Linked DNA regions of Triticum aestivum: region 1 is linked to region 2. Evidence: chromatin contacts called from public Hi-C data. All regions are on one chromosome and are shown on one strand. Each heading gives the region's core, a stretch centred on a gene start, on an enhancer-like site or on the middle of the called end of the contact. The rest is flanking DNA. Distances are from core to core; before and after follow the strand shown. Region 1 holds the start of LOC123184633 (SNF2 domain-containing protein CLASSY 2-like). Region 2 holds the start of LOC123187367 (eukaryotic translation initiation factor 2 subunit alpha homolog).

The links. Hi-C and Micro-C count contacts between places; a contact is called where the count stands out from the background.
Region 1: a Hi-C map of leaf shows a contact between it and region 2, with 6 times the contacts expected there. The contact joins the promoter of LOC123184633 here to the promoter of LOC123187367 in region 2. A contact is called at or near these places in 2 of 5 Hi-C or Micro-C datasets (both in leaf).

Annotation. Positions count from the first base shown.
Region 1 is chr2A:47,387,940-47,394,173 of IWGSC CS RefSeq v2.1, forward strand. LOC123184633 (SNF2 domain-containing protein CLASSY 2-like) reads right to left here and starts at 1,485. Exons shown (of 5, transcript XM_044596724.1): 1 at 1,301-1,485; 2 at 938-1,188; 3 at 1-591. The coding sequence starts at 1,364.
Region 2 is chr2A:47,075,244-47,081,334 of IWGSC CS RefSeq v2.1, forward strand. LOC123187367 (eukaryotic translation initiation factor 2 subunit alpha homolog) reads left to right here and starts at 4,258. Exons shown (of 5, transcript XM_044599218.1): 1 at 4,258-4,829. The coding sequence starts at 4,311.

The DNA.
Region 1 (6,234 bases), core at 235-2,734, 310 kb after region 2:
TCTCCTGTCTTCCAATTGACCATCCAATTCAGCCTTCATAGTGAATCTCATGCCTTCTGTGAGATTGTGCTTCTTTGCATGAGTGACAGGGATATTCCTGATAATTGGGCATAAAGCCTCATTGCGTAGTTGGAATGAAACTATCTCCATGCTGTTGCCAAAGCCTGGAGGTGTGCTGATGGAATCAATATTGCAACGCGCTCGGCCTCCTTTGATGATTCTGTAGATGATGTTTCCTTCTACCAACTTGATGCTGAACTCCATTCCATTCAGGATAGACAAAACTACGAGATGTGCAATTTCTTGGGAGAATCTTGCACTTAACAGCTTGCTTCTGTTGTGAGAAAGGCAGTCCTCTGCACAACTCCATTGTACGCTTCCCTCATGGAGCTCCTTAGGTTGGAGCTTTTGCAAGAGGAAGATATTGTTTAGGGTCACCAGCTGCTCTCTTCTATCAGATATCACTTGTCCATTTTCTGTATTGTCAGGACATTGGTTCTTGTAGAGCATAATAACAAACAAGCAGAGACACTGATCTTCAATATGATTTCTCTTGATTGTGATGAGCCTTGCATCATGACACAGTAACATCTGCATGTATAAGAGAATAAAGTAATCAAGATATGATGCAGTTTTCCCTATACAGTTCATTGGTAGTTTAAACTCTTGGTTCCTTCTTTTGTAGTAGGGTTTTTGTCATCTTAAAGTTTCTTCTAATACAAGAAGCCACACATTTGGGTCTGTGTGTGAGAAAAAATACTGATATTAAATTACGTGCATAACAGATGATGGTATGGCTTTTGCATTCAAGTCTTCATATTCAGCACATTATGTTTTTTTTTGTTCCTAAAAATTCATTACTGTGTACTTTTTGAAGATAAAACAGAATGGGTATGTAAAGCTTTTACAATTAATCATAAATAGTAGGTTGACATACCGAAGATTTCATTTCCCCAGTCGCACTTCCTTGCAGTTGATGAGACGATTGTACACAGATATCAACACCCGGCTTGAGAACATGTGAGCAGTCAAAGTACGTAGCCCTTCTGGAACGTAGGCGCAGATGATCCCCATCCACATTATGCTCGACTGTGGAACCAGAGTAGATAAATTTAACGAACAGACCACCATCCCTGACCCTTATACAATTAACTCCATGCCATGAGCCATCATAAAATGCTTCAAATGCTGCAAGCAAAGGAGATATTCAGTTATATATAGATAATTTTTTATGTAAAGTTATATATAGATATTTGATCCTAGCAGTGTTTAATGGATAATTGCCATGCTACTTGCTTACAGGTTTCACTGATGGGATGGCTCCAGCGACCTTTAGGTCCTCCCTTGAGCGTATCTTCAGCCATGTAGCTTAGCACCTCATGATGTGAAATTCAACTGCCTGCTAAGCAGAATTTTGTAATGGTTTGCTTCATACCGAAAAAGAAATCTGAATTTTTTGATCAACAATATTCTAAATGGACAGTACATGTCTGCCCCCGGTGGGCCATACAACCCCTAAATCTAGCATCAGTTCATGCTTTGAGATTCGCATGTTCTCGTCATCTTCGTTGTAGCACATCTCATTTCACATCTTAAAAGATTGAGCAACGAGATCTAGATTTGATTATTACTTAATCATTAGTTATCTTCCAACGCAGAATATATACAATTAAATGGATTTGCACAAGCAAAATATGAATTAATTCATCATAGAGAGAGCACAATGGTGCATAATATAGCGACATAAAACGTGAGAATCTCAAAGCACGATCTATGGTGAATAAATTCCACACTATCATAAATATCTACATCACTCTTCTTTTCTCCAGAAAAATGCAAGATTCATGTACTGATACTATTTTTTGCTGAAACACAAATAAGGTGAGAGAATCTGCGACGGAACAAAACGAAGATCCAAGAGGTCTAGATTCGACTCCTCGCAAAAAGAAAAGGAGGTCGAGATTCGACTATCACTTAATCGTTAATTATTTTCCTACGCTGAACATACATACAAATTGATTTGCACAAACAAATGCTCCATATGCATGCAGAGAGAGTGGTACTCCTACAAATATAGCGACATACAACGTGAGAATCTCAAAGCACGATCTATGGTGAATAAATTCCGCACTCTTCTACGGAGTATCTCCATATGCATGCAGATTCGTTTACTCTATTTTTCTCGAGAAAATGCAAGATTCATGTACTAGTGCCGAACCGATACTACTAATAAATGTGACGAAAAACAAATTGTCTAGTGCTGCTTATCCAAGAAAAGAAATCGTGTTTAAGAGCAAACAAAACACGGATTCGATCTGGTGAAACAGAAAAAAGATGAGAGAATCTGCGACGGAACAGAACAAACTCGAAGCGCCGGTGGATCCATGCTTATTTAAGCCTATTTCCTGCGTCGATCGACCAGAGACGCCCCATACACGAGAGCAAGAATCGACGGAAACAGAGCATATCCTCCCCGGACGTACCGACGGAATGGGAGGAGGCGCCGCTAGCTGCCGGCCGCAAAACCAATCTAGCGACGAGGGGCAATGGTTGCCGGCGGCGGAGCTAAAGAGGGGAACGTAGATTGCGATTGCCCAGGCGGGCGGAGGCGACCATGTAGATTGTAGAAGGTTCTTGGAGAGATGAGTGTGGAAGGGGAGCAAGGGGAGGGCGGAGGAGAAGGCTCTGGCCTCTGGGTCTCTTCGCTGAGGTGCGGTCAGGCCAAGTACTCGAGTGCACACGCTCGTCTGGGGAAGAGGCGAAGCAGCAACAAATGGCAGCGGCGACGGGACGTGACGGAGCAGCCAGCAGTAGCAGCAGGAGGAGGAGGAAGAGAGAGAGAGAGAGAGAGGGGGGCGCGCGCGATCATAGGGATGCGGGCGAGCTCTGGTGGGTCCGCTGCATTGACCAGTGTTGGAGGAGTAAATACTGCGCGGCTGGCTTCCAAATGTGAACATGTTTACTGCTTCTGCATTTGATTTGGAGGAGTAAACATGTTCATTTACGTGCATGCACATACAATATGTTTTTTTAGGAAAACTTATTTTATATTAATCAAAGGATGAATATATCGTCTGTCAGTAGAGTCACAATGAAATCGGATGGGGCATCAATTCAATGAGATGGATTATTAGCACGTCCCCATTTAGCCAGCGCATGAGATACATAATTTGACTCTCTAATACAATGCTTAATAGTAAACCTTCCAAAATCTACTAGATAACTACGGCATTCATCAAGAACCGGTGCTGCCACCATAGAATAACCTTCGTTGAATCTAAGTGCATCCACCACCGTGATATTATCCGATCTCACCATCAAGTTATTGCATTTCGTATCTCTTGTTAGCTTCAATCCTTCAAGCAAAGATGTCGCTTTCTGTCGTGAATACATCAGCTACATGTTCTAATCTCGTTGTGGACGCCGACATGAAAGATCCCCGATGATCACGGATCACAGCACCACAAGACTCTGCATAATCGCCCTCTATGAATGAAGCACACATGCCCGTGAGTTGTAACGGGAGATTCTTTTTTTTTTTGCGTGAAGCAACAGGAAAAAAAATTGATGCGTCTAAAAAAGGTCTCCACAATGATATTTGACGGAGTAAGGAGTTATGGTCTTCTCGTTGGACATGTTGACACGTGAAATCTTGATAGTGGTGGGGTTGGTCGGCATGGTGGCGAGCACCCAACTCATGCCCTTTTTCCTCCGGGTCCGTCTCCATCTTGAGGTTGTGTCTGCCTCCTCATTTGGTGGTTGCGCGGCGATCTTCGGTGCACGGTTGCTTCGACCCCTCTATCCCTACGACGGCGTAACCGGCGGATTATTAATTACAGTGCATAAATCTCATTTCATTAGCATAATCAGGCATGAATGTCCCTTCTTTTTGTCGTTTATTCCCTTTGATTATGTTAGTGCTCAAGTGCCCATAATTTGCTATAATTAAAGCCAAACAACATATTCTATTTTATTGGTACGTGTACATGATTTTTTGGATTTATAGTCAACCAGCATAGAACGAACGCGCAACGCTAACCAATGGTCAGCGCGAATATTTAAGAAAATACTATAGCATCAGATTACGAATATTATTTTTTTAACATTCCAAAAATATGAATTGGCGAATATTGTTGGAAACATGAACAATTTTTTTAAATCCCGAACAATTTTCAGAAAACGTGAAGATTTTTTTTTGAAAAATCCAATATTTTTGGAAAAACACGAACAAAATTAGAAACATGAATAGTTTTTGAAATTCACAAACAATATTTTGGAACATGTAAATTTAAAAAAACATTAAAAAATAGAAAATGCGTTATACACAAATATAATTTTGCATTTGTGAAAATTTCACTAAAACAAGAATATTTTAAAAGATGGAACATTTTATAAAAAAATCTCGAAGAAGTTTGAAAAAAAGAACATTTTTTGAATATTGAGAAAATTTCAAAACGGGAATTTTGTAACAGTTTTGAACCTTTCTCAAAACAGTAACAAAATTTTGAAATTCTGACAATTTTTTAATATTTGAAAATAAATGGAAATTTCGAATATTTTTGTCAATTTGCACTTCACAAAGAAAATAAAAGTAAATCATAAAAATGGAAAAAGAAATATAAAAGAGAAAGAGAAAAGAACAGAAAAATAAAAATAAAAATAGAACAACGAAAAAGGGGAAACAGGCCGGCCCAGTCTTAGGTGCCATCTGGGAAACTTCAACTATTTGTCGCTCCATGCGACAAATACCATCTTCCCAACTGCATGGACAATAATAACCGGGCTGGCTTCATTGGGCCGGAGTGCGCCTCGCCCAATTGCGGAATTCTGGACAAACCTTTTTTTTGTTTTCTAGCGGACAGATGCACAAAAATTTAGTACCACCTCGAATTGAAAAAAATCTTTTCGATGATGAACAGATGAAAAAATTAAAGAAACGCACCTTGTTTTATTAGTAGGTATAGAGGTATAGATATATCGCCATGTATACATTTTCTAAAAAAAATTAAGGTCTATGAATAAATGGTAAGAGGAGGGTAATCATTAGTCCTACCTCAAAAAGTGGAGAAAATGCGAGATCTCTTCTCACCTCACTATGAGCAAGTATAATAATGGGCTTAGTGCATCTACAGTCCCGACTTAGCAAATATGACTCCTAAACATCCGTGGACGTGCCTAGTCAGTGACCAGGTGTGTTCGTTTTTAAACCCCTAATTGTCTGTCCATACAACCACACTCTTTATTATTATTCTGCATATATCTGGTCACTTGCATGTGATTGGTGCAGATAAACAGAGAGAACGAAAAGAATGAATAAAGAAAGAAAGAGAAAAGGTGGTCCGAGATGGGACGCGTCCGTCCTATGTAGCGGATTGACCGGGGCATGTCCATGAGCCCTCATATCCTTTCTACATTTGTTCTATATGAGGGTTCGCGGACAGCCCAGACGTATAATGATGATATGAGGAGTCTAGTTGGGTCACTTTTTTTTCTTTCTCTCTCCTGTGACCGGGCGCGCCTGCAGATGTTTGAGGAGGATACAAGGATGCCGGCTATAGATGTTCTTATAGCCCGCTTTCATGTCATTTTTACCTATGTGTAGGAGAGATACCTGAAAAAAATGAATAAAGTTGGCTCTCATGCAAGAACATATATGCTACCCCTCCTTCCAGTTTAGAGGGCTCATCTCAAATTTTTTAGATTTCCATTATATTAGGCTCACTTTGAATCCAATTGAGTTAAAGTGTTTTGAATCCCACGCCACATTTAATCCACATAGATGAGAGAGAGAAATAGTAGTGGTCATGCATGCATCTTTTTTGACATGCACCATGCAGGTCCAATTAAAGGGAGGGTCTTGCATTTATTGCTTCGGGAGTCGAACACATGGGAAATATTTCATTAGGCCGGAACTTCAAGCTCATCGGCAAGGAAGCAACTGAAGATGAGGAGCATGGCAGCATCGTCAGCACCGCCGCCGGCACAGCGATGCAAGCTCCAACTTCGGCGAGTATGTAGCCGCTCGTGGTGTGTCCTTTTTGCCGTGTCCGTAACATGATTATGCAAATCGAAGTAAATCAAGGACTATAACTAGTGATTATGGCAGAGTTATGGCATATTAGAAGAGTTACAGGAGAAGAACATCGACAAGATTAGGGTTCTTACGGTAACATGGAGGAGGATCGCTCACTGGTCGTTGCAGAAGGGGCATCTTCACGGGCACCCACTCAGATT
Region 2 (6,091 bases), core at 3,008-5,507:
GCGCCGGCAATGCACAGAGGCGCACTCCCACTCTCGGGCATCGCCCCCTCCTGCCCAAGCCCCTCTTCCTCTCCGAGCCCGGTGGCGGCGATACCAAAGTCATGGTACTCCATGCTCATAGGCGGAGTCGGTGGAAGCTCCTCCTTGGTGGTTCTTGGCGCCGCCTCCCACGCTCTCTGGGCCCGTTAACATCCACGTTGGCCGACTCCTCCACCAAGGAGGAGATCGTCATCTCCTCCGATGACGATGAGGACCAAGCGCCGCAGCCGCCCCGACTCCTCAAGGAGGCCGCTCTGACGCCACCATTGTCGGCACGTGTCTAGGAGCCGGCGTCCCCGCCGCGCAACCGGTACAGCCCCATGGACGCGCCCTCGTCGTTGCCGCGTTGCCACTGCCTCGCCGTCAAGGAGGAGCTGGCGCCCGTGATCGAGAAGGCGCGGGGCCTCCTCCTCCACTAACTCAGAGGTGGTGGTTACGACGGTGCCGCAGGCTTGAGGTCCATCATACCCGATGTGGAGCGCGAGGCGAGGTACGACTGGTGCAATGTCGGTCGCCGCTTCATGTTCGCCAAGAGCGACGTGGCGCCGGACTGGGTGAAAGAACATGCGGTGCCCCCATGTTTGGTTTTGGTAATTGATGACAATCTTTATGGACTAATGATTGCCTTGAGTTATATTTGAAGGGTTTGTTCATAGGCTTTTTCTTGAAGTCCATGTGTTGGTTTCAAGGAGTTTATGAGTTGACCAAGGTGCTATTAAGGAATTATCCAAAGATTGGTCATGTGAGTGTTGAGATTATTGCAAGCATGTCTTGAAGAAGAAGAGTGTGTGATCATTCATGTTTACCTTCAAGACATCATTCAAATGAAGACAGTTGGAAAGATTCAAGGTTGATTAAGACTAAGTCAAGTGTGAATCAAGTTGATCAACTCATAAAGCATAAAATATGTACCGAGAGGGATCAAGTGATCCCATGGTATGGTAAGCATTGTCCATTGTGCTTTGTGTACTAACCCATGGTCTATGTGAGAGTTCTAGGTGGGGTTAGGTACGTGTTCATGGGCTTGCGTCAAGAGGAAGATATCACTCAACCCATGGAGAGAATGACATCAAGTGGTGATCGTCGTCAAGATTACTGTGTGCAAGTTCTAGTGGAGCATCACGAAGAGATCAAGTGCTTGAAGCTTGTCGTCCATTGTGGTGACAATGGACTTGTGAAGATGTGCGGAAGAGTGGCTCACCCATAGTTGTCGTGGAATTGTCACGGCAGATGTCAAGGCAACGCCGTCCCATCCTGTCTCCTTCTCCAATTCCCCATCCAGCGCCCCATGGTCCTACCATCGGTGCTCCCTCATCGACGGCGTCGCAGCTCTCCAGCCTCCCATCTGGAACAACCGACGCCCCGTCTCCGCTGCTATCCCCACCGTCCACAACCATGCTCCATGGAAGCTCACCTCTGACGACCCAACCCCTCTCTGTTTGTTGCGTCCATGGCCACTCTCCTCGACGCCCTTTCCCGCACCACCGTCGGCGATGGGTTCGTCCTCAGCAACGGCCACACATCCAGACTGGTTTTGATGCTGGGCCTTAATTTTTGTCCAGATTCTTTGATTGATTGATTTGACAAACACAAATTGACATAAAAACGATGCAATTTATCCTCCAAAGTGTTCAAGCAAATAGCCAAATCACAAATCACAGCCACATCTAGAACTCGAATCCGTAAATAGCATCATCCCTACTAGAGTGTGGCTGGATGGAGCGGCAGCGGTGAACAACGTAGCAAGCAGAGGAGTTGCGGCGGCTGGAGTGTTAGGGCTGGAGAAGAAAAGATAAAGAACTGGGAATTAAAGGCTTGCTTTGAGATAAGTTTTGCCACGCATCAACTGCGGGAGAGGGTCTCCCGATCGAAGGCGTGCGACCCGGTCGTATAGGATTATTTTCTGTTGGATACCCACTCCCACCATTTTTTATCTCTTACTCCTTCACATAGGTAAAAGTGCCATATAGATAGGCCAAAAGCCCATTATTATACTTGCTTTTGGATACGTCGTAATTCCACAACTGAAACTGATTTGCTGGAGATGCTTTGTGCAAATTTAGTGTTCAATGCAGTGTTGGAAATATGCCCTAGAGGCAATAATAAAAGTATTATTATTATATTTTCTTGTTCATGATAATTGTCTTTTATTCATGCTATAACTGTATTATCCGAAAATCGTAATACACGTGTGAATACATAGACCACAATATGTCCCTAGTGAGCCTCTAGTTGACTAGCTCGTTGTGATCAACAGATAGTCATGGTTTCCTGGCTATGGACATTGGATGTCGTTGATAACGGGATCACATCATTAGGAGAATGATGTGATGGACAAGACCCAATCCTAAGCATAGCACAAAGATCGTGTAGTTCGTTTGCTAGAGCTTTGCCAATGTCAAGTATCTCTTCCTTTGACCATGAGATCGTGTAACTCCTGGATACCGTAGGAGTGCCTTGGGTGTATCAAACGTCACAACGTAACTGGGTGACTATAAAGGTACACTACAGGTATCTCCGAAAGTATCTATTGTTTTATGCGGATCGAGACTGGGATTTGTCACTCCGTGTAAACGGAGAGGTATCTCTGGGCCCACTCGGTAGGACATCATCATATGCGCAATGTGACCAAGGAGTTGATCACGGGATGATGTGTTACGGAACGAGTAAAGTGACTTGCCGGTAACGAGATTGAACAAGGTATCGGTATACCGACGATCGAATCTCGGGCAAGTAAAATACCGCTAGACAAAGGGAATTGAATACGGGATTGATTAAGTCCTTGACATCGTGGTTCATCCGATGAGATCATCGTGGAACATGTGGGAGCCAACATGGGTATCCAGATCCCGCTGTTGGTTATTGACCGGAGAACGTCTCGGTCATGTCTGCATGTCTCCCGAACCCGTAGGGTCTACACACTTAAGGTTCGATGACGCTAGGGTTATAAAGGAAGCTTGTATGTGGTAACCGAATGTTGTTCGGAGTCCCGGATGAGATCCCGGACGTCACGAGGAGTTCCGGAATGGTCCGAAGGTAAAGATTTATATATAGGAAGTCCTGTTTCGGCCATCGGGACAAGTTTCGGGGTCATCGGTATTGTACCGGGACCACCGGAAGGGTCCCGGGGGCCCACCGGGTGGGGCCACCTGCCCCGGGGGGCCACATGGGCTGTAGGGGGTGCGCCTTGGCCTACATGGGCCAAGGGCACCAGCCCCAAGAGGCCCATGCGCCTGGGGAAACCCTAAAGGAAGAGTCCCAGCAGGGGAAGGCACCTCCTAGGTGCCTTGGGGGGGAGGACTCCTCCCCTGGCCGCCGCCCCCTTGGAGATTGGATCTCCTAGGGGCTGGCGCACCCCCCTCTTGGGATCCCTATATATAGTGGGGTAGGAGGGCCTCCCAAACACAACTTATGCCTTTGGTGCAGCCCCTCCCTCTCTCCCAAGTTCTCCTCCTCTTCTCCCATGGTGCTTGGCGAAGCCCTGCGGGATTGCCACGCTCCTCCACCACCACCACGCCGTTGTGCTGCTGTTGGATGGAGTCTTCCTCAACCTCTCCCTCTCTCCTTGCTGGATCAAGGCGTGAGAGACGTCACCGGGCTGTACGTGTGTTGAACGCGGAGGTGCCGTCCGTTCGGCACTTGATCATCGGTGATCTGAATCACGACGAGTACGACTCCATCAACCCCGTTCACTTGAACGCTTCCGCTTAGCGATCTACAAGGGTATGTAGATGCACTCCCCTTTCTACTCGTTGCTGGTCTCTCCATAGATAGATCTTGGTGTTACGTAGGAAAATTTTTGAATTTCTGCTACGTTCCCCAACATGCAGTTGCTCGACGCTTTTGATATTTTGTGTTTCACAACTAGCATGTTCAACTTTTTATACTGTTTTTCTTTGATTTTTTGTTTTACATAACCCCCCATACAGTTTAAATCTTAAGGTTGAATTTTTTTGTGTATATAATATTTAGGAATCAAATATCTAATTTCGGTGTCCGAGCACGGAGGTAACTCAAATAATGAAACCTGTATCTACACGAGGATGGACACGCATCCCCGTTTGACGTCTTCATAAACGGTTCACGTACTCCACGGCCCAGCCACACCGTCGATTCGCAGCTCGCTCGCCAATCCAACCAATCCATAACCCGCTCCTCCTCGCCCGTCTCCGCCGCACCCCCAAAACCCTAGCTCGCCCCCCCCCCCCCCCCCCCCCCCCCCCCCCCCCCCCCCCCCCCGCCTCCGGCCGCCGCCGCCGCCGCCCGCGAAGATGCCGCCGAACCTCGAGTGCCGGATGTACGAGCCGCGGTTCCCGGAGGTGGACGCGGCGGTGATGATCCAGGTGAAGCACATCGCCGACATGGGCGCCTACGTCTCCCTCCTCGAGTACAACAACATCGAGGGCATGATCCTCTTCTCCGAGCTCTCCCGCCGCCGCATCCGCTCCATCTCCTCCCTCATCAAGGTCGGCCGCCAGGAGCCCTCCATGGTGCTCCGCGTCGACCGCGACAAGGGCTACATCGACCTCTCCAAGCGCCGCGTCTCCGAGGAGGAGGCAGCCACCTGCGAGGACCGCTACAACAAGTCCAAGCTCGTCCACTCCATCATGCGCCACGCCGCCGACACCCTCGGCGTCGACCTCGAGCCCCTCTACCAGCGCATCGGCTGGCCGCTCTACCGCAGGTACGGCCACGCCTTCGAGGCCTTCAAGCTCATCGTCACCGACCCCGACGCCGTGCTCGACGTCCTCACCTACGAGGAGACCGTCGTCGGCCCCGATGGCGAGGAGGTTCGTTCCCGACCCCCCTTCCCCCTCCCCCCATCTGCTCCTAATTGCTCGATGCATAATTAACTGATCAAGTACTCGGTGTGCTTTAAGCAATACCATTAGTTCACTTCAGGCTTGTTGTTTTATGACTTGACACTACTATCAACCGATTAGACCTTTACATGTGTTTTTCAAGTAGGTATTCGTTTGTTAGTGGTGCTGCGGTCTGTTAATTTTGTCCTGTATCGAAGTTGCCTCACGAACAGTTAATGTCTAGTAGCTGATTTGGAGCCTGTACTTAATAATTACCTGATGTTCTTTGATTTAGTCGATTGAAGGATATGTGTTGCTTCAAATTGGTTGGTTGAAATATGACGGTGTAGTTAGCTTGGTTCTTTGTGGACTGTTCTTCGTCCTGACCCCCTCCAGGCAACTGCTCCTTGCTGCTAATGGCTAATTAACTGCTCATGTTTGGGTGTACTAGAAGCAATGCTATCAATTCACTTCGGGCTGCTAGCGTTATGACTTGACAATTAATATCTTGCAATAGATTAAATGCTTACGTGTGTTTCTCGCCTAGGTATTTGTTGCTAGTGCAGTCTGTTAATTTTTCCATTGTTCCAATTATCGGCCAGTTAATCGGCATCGTGGCCAGTTGATCGATAGGTCACCGAATAGCCGATTAACTGATTTTTTGGCCGATTAACTGGCCGATTCGCGTATATTATCCCTTGTCGCCACCTGACCGATATGGCACCACTTACCGCTATCCCGAACAATGAATTTTGCCCTGCGTCAGTACTGCATCCATGAACAGTTTATTCATAGTAGGTGGTTTGGAGTCTGTATTTAAGTTCCTACTATTGTGCATAGAATTAGTAGCTTCAAGGACATGTGTTGCTTCGAATAGGTTCATTGACATACGGTAATATACTTTAGCTGATTCTTTTTGTACTTAAGCTTGATGGCCAGGAGGTTCATTCCTGACCCCTCCCCACAATTGCCCCTTGCTGCTAATGGCTAATTAACTGCTTAAGTATTGGGTGTACTCCAAGCAATGTCAGCAATTCACTTCAGGCTGGTGGTGGTGTTAGGACTTGACACTGATATCTTGCAACCGATTAGACGTTTACATGTGTTTCTTGAGTAGGTATTTGTTGCTAGTACAGTCTGTTAATTTGTCCAGCATCTAAGTTTCCCCATGGACAGTTAATTCTTAGTACCTGTTTTGGAGCATGTACTTAATTTCCTAATGTGTCTAGAATAAGTCGATTTAAGGATAT